Regions from separate parts of the Mus musculus genome. Here region 2 is linked to region 1. Evidence: chromatin contacts called from public Hi-C data. All regions are on one chromosome and are shown on one strand. Each heading gives the region's core, a stretch centred on a gene start, on an enhancer-like site or on the middle of the called end of the contact. The rest is flanking DNA. Distances are from core to core; before and after follow the strand shown.

Evidence for each region. A called contact is a pair of places that touch in the nucleus more often than the background predicts.
Region 2: a contact with region 1 is called in a Hi-C map of regulatory T cells, with 2.2 times the contacts expected there. The contact joins two enhancer-like sites. A contact is called at or near these places in 1 of 15 datasets of contacts at CTCF or cohesin (the NIH/3T3 cell line) and 2 of 484 Hi-C or Micro-C datasets (the HPC-7 cell line and regulatory T cells).

What each region holds. Positions count from the first base shown.
Region 1 is chr3:21,839,674-21,842,832 of GRCm38.p6, forward strand. No RefSeq gene overlaps it. Among named protein-coding and RNA genes, the nearest start is that of 7530428D23Rik, 40 kb to the left of the region's middle. Within about 2 kb of position 1,573, at least 38 of the 459 cell types and tissues checked have an H3K27ac peak or open chromatin away from gene starts, as enhancers often do. A contact at or near this core is called in regulatory T cells, where this site is marked.
Region 2 is chr3:21,904,293-21,907,451 of GRCm38.p6, forward strand. All of the region lies in intron 3 of Gm31813 (a long non-coding RNA gene), which reads right to left. Among named protein-coding and RNA genes, the nearest start is that of Gm31813, 58 kb to the right of the region's middle. Within about 2 kb of position 1,624, at least 40 of the 459 cell types and tissues checked have an H3K27ac peak or open chromatin away from gene starts, as enhancers often do. A contact at or near this core is called in regulatory T cells, where this site is marked.

The DNA.
Region 1 (3,159 bases), core at 323-2,822:
TCTCTGCTTCTGACCAGGGACACAATGTACCTGGTGACCTCACTCCCCTGCCTTCCATCCATGATGAACAGGACCATGTCTGCTTGACATCTCAGCCACCGCCCCCACCCCCAGCCCCCACCCCCATTACTACCTTCACTGGCTTCATCAGAGCTACGAGAAAAGTAGCTCACAGTGCAGCCCATCTGCTGATTCTGACTATAAATGATGTTGGGTTTGTTTGTTTTTCCTGAGAGAAAATAATCATAACTGAAAGCCATGAGAGTCTGGAGCCACTGTATCTGGGAGATTCCTTCCTGTGTAGTATGCTAAGGATCAGGACAGTCAGGGCCTTATTTACAGCCGGCTTTTACACAGCACCACAACTTTTTCTAGTGTCTCTTTGCAACATATATGTGATGCTATCACACCTATGCTGCGAAATTGTTCCAATAAACCAGAAGTGGGGGAGGGGGGCGTGCAACACAGGGTTCCCTCAGTTGTATCCTACAGCACTTAATTTCCTCTCTGTCTTTTAATTCAGGACTCCTGATCTCATCGGAAACTTCAAAATCTTTAGTTTTACTTTGCTCTGTGGTATGCCCCGATTCATAGTGTGCCACCACTGAGCTATGCTGTTCCCCACCGACTTCCAACTCCAAATCCTATCTTTCCTACATCACACCTGGGTTATTATACAGATAGCAATGTTCTGAATACACTTTGCCCAGCTCTGCACTCAACATCATTGGCCCAGCTTTGCAGGCAGAGGAGAGTGTACCGCTCAGTGACTGAATCAAAAGAAACAGAAGGAAGAAACTATGTCACCTTCCTATTTGCACTTTGCCTGCTCTGGAGAGAAGGTGTTCATGGGGAAAAAATGTTGGCTCCCCCTCAGACACAGAATGTGGGGTTTGTGAAAGTCACCTTTGTGAAGGAAAGGTGGGATGGAGAGCAAGGTGCCACAGGCTCCTGCAACCCTTGAAGAGTCTTGATCTGCTGTATAAAATCTAAGATGACGCCGGGAACATCAGTAAGAGAGCAAAAAGGGACCAAAGCCAGGGTGGTGGCCACTTTCCCAGTCTTCGTGGAAGTCCTATCTGGGTATGGTGTTTTCCTGCCACACCTTATGAGTTTTCTCATCAAGCAGGGCTTTCACTGGGGCATGGTGACAGTGTTGCTAAATACAATTGGCCAAGGATTAAAGGGCTTAGGATTGGCTTAAACCGTGTGTATAAGCTTGTACACTGGGCAAGAAACACCCTGATGCTGGGTCTCCAGAGTCTGAATTCCCACAATTTGTCATGTGACTCCATTGCCTGTCAGCCCCAGACAACAGAATAAAGAGGAAGTCTAGGCTATCTTTGTAGAAGAATGGGCTTGGGGGCAGGGCAGGGGACACACACAGGGAAATCTGTTCTAAGAAAAGGCATCAAATATTTTTGGTTTGAATTTAGTAAGAACGGATGAGAACAGTCTCTGGTGGAAAACCCACGAGGGACCAGTCAGTCTGTTAGGTGTGTGTCTCAGGACTCTGTGACACAAATGTGTGAATTAGGGAAATTCTCAGTAGCACCAAGTAGCACCCTGAGAAAGGGTTCCTTTTGAATTCTTTCCTCTGATTACGTCAGCATGAGAGCATTGGCATGTCTGGACCACTCTGACACTTGCTGCTCTTTTTTTTTTTTTTTTTTTTTTTTTCTTTTTTAAGCTGAGAAGAAAATGGCTCAGGGTGATACTCGACTAGAATTGAGTGTGTGTGTGTGTGTGTGTGTGTGTATTTATTTATTTTTATGATCATCTTTTCTAAACCTTTGTACAGCTAGTGATATGAAGCCTGTTTCATTCATATTTATTAGGCTAAGGAAAGCTCCATTCATCGGAAATGCTAACACATAATGTCCTGGCATTCACCATTACAAGCTGTATTTCTTGAAGGCAAACAATGAGGATGCAAAGAGCTCAGTAAAGATTGGCCCTCAGGAGGGGAAGGAAGTCTTGGCTAGAGCTTTCCCAAGTTGTAGAGACAATAGAACTGATTGCATCTATCAAGTAGTTGGACTGGAACACACTGCCAAACTTTTACATCACTTCCTTCAGGCACCTGATGCTGGCTCTCCAGCAAGGTAGAGATCAGCATGGATGTGTACTTCTGAAGCTGAGGCATACTCTAAAGAGGATGGCAGCCAGAAAAACATGTAGACAGACAGACAGACACACATACTGCACACACACACAAGTATACAACACATACAATACATACACAAACACCATACACGCCCCCCTCATATACATATACAATACACACAACACCCACATACACCTTACTCACACCACATATAGCTCACACATATGGTATACCACAAATATGTACCAAATGCCACACATATACCACACATGTATATCATGCATAACGAACCACAATAGAAATATAATACACATAGTATATACATATCACACAGAGAACATACGCATAGTGCATTCCACATCTATAACATACTTACACCATATACACATAAAACACAGATATCACAGTACCACACTGCTCACATGTGCACACACAAACATACACACACACAAGACCTTCCTTGGCCAAAACAGTCCATCTTTTTATTTCCTGGTACCAATTAATAAAAAGATCTTTCTTTGACCCTCAGCTACTTATAGGGCTAGTCTGTATGTATATATTTCAGTCTGTGTTTCACAATAACAGTATCTCTACAAATACTAGATTGTGGTTTCTTTCAGAATAGTTCTTAGCTTCTAAAGCTAGGGATTCTCATCGAGAACTCCTCTGCTAGCAGCCGTTGCCTGTGACTTCAGATGAACTACACTGGGGCCAGACTTGTGTGAGGCTGTCTGCCATCCATCATTGTGGAAACAAACTGTGAGAGAAGGTAAAAAGTAGGAAAGGAAGCAAGGAAGGCATAAAGAAAAGATCTATTCCCATTCAAGACTTCCTAGTAAAATGGGAAAAGCTCAGATCACTGCCAATTGTCTGGGGAGACATTTTTCTTCCTGATCTATTTTTGGCAGTCAGTTCAACTTCATGCACCATTGTTTTACTTATGGCACGTACAGTAGCCAGAGAGAAACCCATAATGTCTTTTCTGTCTGCTGGGAATCTCATATTCCCCTGCACCATGACGAACGGCCTGATCGCAGCAATCTTTTTTTCCT
Region 2 (3,159 bases), core at 374-2,873, 65 kb after region 1:
CAACCCACACAGATATGCCTGGGCCCAGCTCTCCAGTATTAGAATTATAAGTGTAAACCACCCCATCTGCCCTGGGTTTGTTATGTGGGTTCTAGGGATCAAATTCAGGTTCTCATAGTTATGCGGTAAGCATTTGACTTGACTGAGCTACTTCTCTCGCCTAGGATGTCTAGACTCTTAGGCAGATTTTGTATTCCCAAGGCTGGCCTCTCGATCAAGCTTGCTAGGCATAATTGACTGTAATTTTATATCTCGAGTGATCTGTGTTTCTATGGCAATATGTGTCTTCTTAGGATAGAGCTTCCACTGGTTTGTATTACGATGAATGCTGCTTCTTCAACAAAAACTTATCAAGCTGGTCTTATGATCACTACATAGAGTAGCCAAGTGTAGCAAGAACCTTGGCCTCTCTTGCCCAAGGATCACATGACTTGAGGGGAGCTGTCCCTCCCCATGGGAAAGCTTGAACATAGGCACTCTTCCATCTGTGCACTACAGGTCTTTTTATACTGAGAGACTAGTACCTAACATTTGTTCAGCATTTGTTATGTCAGTAAATATACCTGTATCTACCTTCCTGTCACACATATGAGGCTAAGGGGTTTTTCCTGGAGTAACCCAAGCTTAAAGTCTAAAGACATTTCAGAGTCTGTGTGTATGTCCCATGTACGGTGCTTTAAACCATTGTGGGTACTACTATGTTGGAAATATTGTACTAGTCACTTGTCTCATGGCTATGGCACAATAGCTGACAAAAGTGGTTCAAGGAAGCAAGGGTTATTTAGGCTTACAGAGAAGGGATGAAGTTCCTTATGACAGGGAAGGTACTGCAAGAGCATGATATGGCCAGTCATGGGGAATTCCCAGTCAGGAAGCAGACAGAGGACGGAAAGTGGGTCCCAGGTATACAATTCCAAGCCCTCCTCTCCCATTTCTGCCACATTTCCTTCACCAAACCTTCACCTCCTAAATGTTCCATAACATCCCAAAACACAGCCAGGGGACTCATGTTCAAACACATAAGCCAGTGTGGGACAATTCCCGTTCAAACCACGACACGTAAAAGTTTTCTCTCTAACAAAACACTAAGAGGTGATGTGGACAGAGATCTGTAAACACTTCTGTTTGTATAACTAATGTGGCAACTAGAGATGGGGTGGGATGCTACAAGACCCTAGTATATGTTGGTGAGGAAAAAATATTAAGAAGCTGACAGATAGTGAGCACATAAGATACAGGTTCTGCTTATACACAGGACTCAATGGAATGCAGTGAATCAACAGACATGAACGTGAGGCCAGTCAGACTCCACTTCCTGCTGCACATCAGTCGCCAGCTCAGGGCACTCAGTTTCCAATCTAACATCACTGAGCAGCTTTCTCAGTGAACTAACCATGAAATGGCTCTCAGAGGTTCAAAAAAAAAATTAAACTGTACATGTGAAGCAGATACTCAGCTAATTCTGCCCATTAAAAGTATAAATGACTTAGAAAAAGAACTCTGCTTTACCTGGAATCACTGGAGTAATTCACACACTGAGAAAAATGTACTCAACTTGCTACTCAGAGCCAGGCTGCCATGACTACTGGGAAATTCCATGGGAGAGGAGCCAGGCCTGTGGCCTGAGGTTCAGAGTCTCAGGCTCACAGAAGGCAACTGGCAAATTAACAAGTCAACCCAGTCAGTGATATGTCTATAATGGATGCTTTACAAACAGAAATGTCTAGAAGAAGCTGATTAATAGTACTTTCAGGAAGGGCTTCCAAGAAGCACCCACTCCAGGTTGTTTCTTCAAGCCTGTGTAAGGGAGAGTACCCAAACAGACAGCAAGAGAACTTTGCATTACTTGAATATAAATGGGTAACACCACTTCCACTCAAAAGGCCATGCATATGACAGATAACCCATGAGGAGTATTTAATAAGCTCCCCACCTGTATCAGATGAGGCCATGAGTGAAAATGTGTGCCGGGCATTTGCTTCACAAATTTCTTTTTTATTGAGAATCGATTTGTTTTCATATAAAACATTCTGATTATAGTTTCCCCTCCCTCAAAGAGTCCCAGATCCTCTGCACTTCTCCACCTACCCAAATGCACACCCTTTCTTATTCTCTCTATTAGAAAACAAACAAATCAATAACTAATAGGCAAAAACTAAAGTATTCTCCACCCCCTAAAGCCTCGGCTTGTCTGTGTCGAGCCCCACATTTGCCTAGGCAGGGAATTTGATCTACTAACATACCCAATTGATTTTGAAGTATTTTCCTCCATTTTGGATGCTGACTTTACAAAATTAGGATGCAGGCTCTTCCCTATCTCTTCTCAGGAATCCCCTTCCTGTAATCAATCCTAAAATGAAGCTAATGTTAGCCACATGAGTGCAGGTTTTAGAGAAATCCATTATAAATCGTATAGTGCTAGACCCAGGGGTGCCTTCCTCGAGGGTTAGTAGATTTTATCACCTCAGTCTTATCTGGGATAAAGGACATTTCTGAAATCTTTTAGTCCAAACAAAAAGAACATCAACTTTTCATTCAAGGAGAATACAATGTGGGAAATTATGAAAAGGTACAAATACACGTTTCCCCCTGGCCCTGAGCACTGCACGGGCAAACCCTACAGAGCTCCTTGCAGCTACAAGCTGCTTCTGCCAGCTCCTTTCTCTGTGTGCCTTGGGAAACCATAAAGTCTCCACCATCAAATGCCAGCAGTAGAAGCTTTATGGAATCAGTTGAATACTTTGTGTGTACATATGTGGATATGTGCATGTGTTCATGGATGGAGTACACATGTATGTTGAGATACACATGCATGCCATACATGCACATGTGTCTGGGGCTCAGAGGACAATCTCAAATGTCATCCCTAATGCACAGTCCACGTGTTTTTGAAACAAGGTCTTTCACTAGCCAGGAATCAACAAATAAGCTAGGCTGCCTGGCTAGGGATGGCTTGTCTCCATCTGCCCAACACTGAGTTTCCAGACTTAGTGCCAGCATACCCAATTTTTTCCATGTGGCTTCTGGGAATCAAACTCAGCTCTTTGTGCTTGCAAGGTAAGCACTTTTACCAAGTGAGACATCCCCACTGAATGGTTTTAGAAGAATACATCATAATCACAAAGGCTTCTGGGACCACCTAATAAATTACTCACTCTT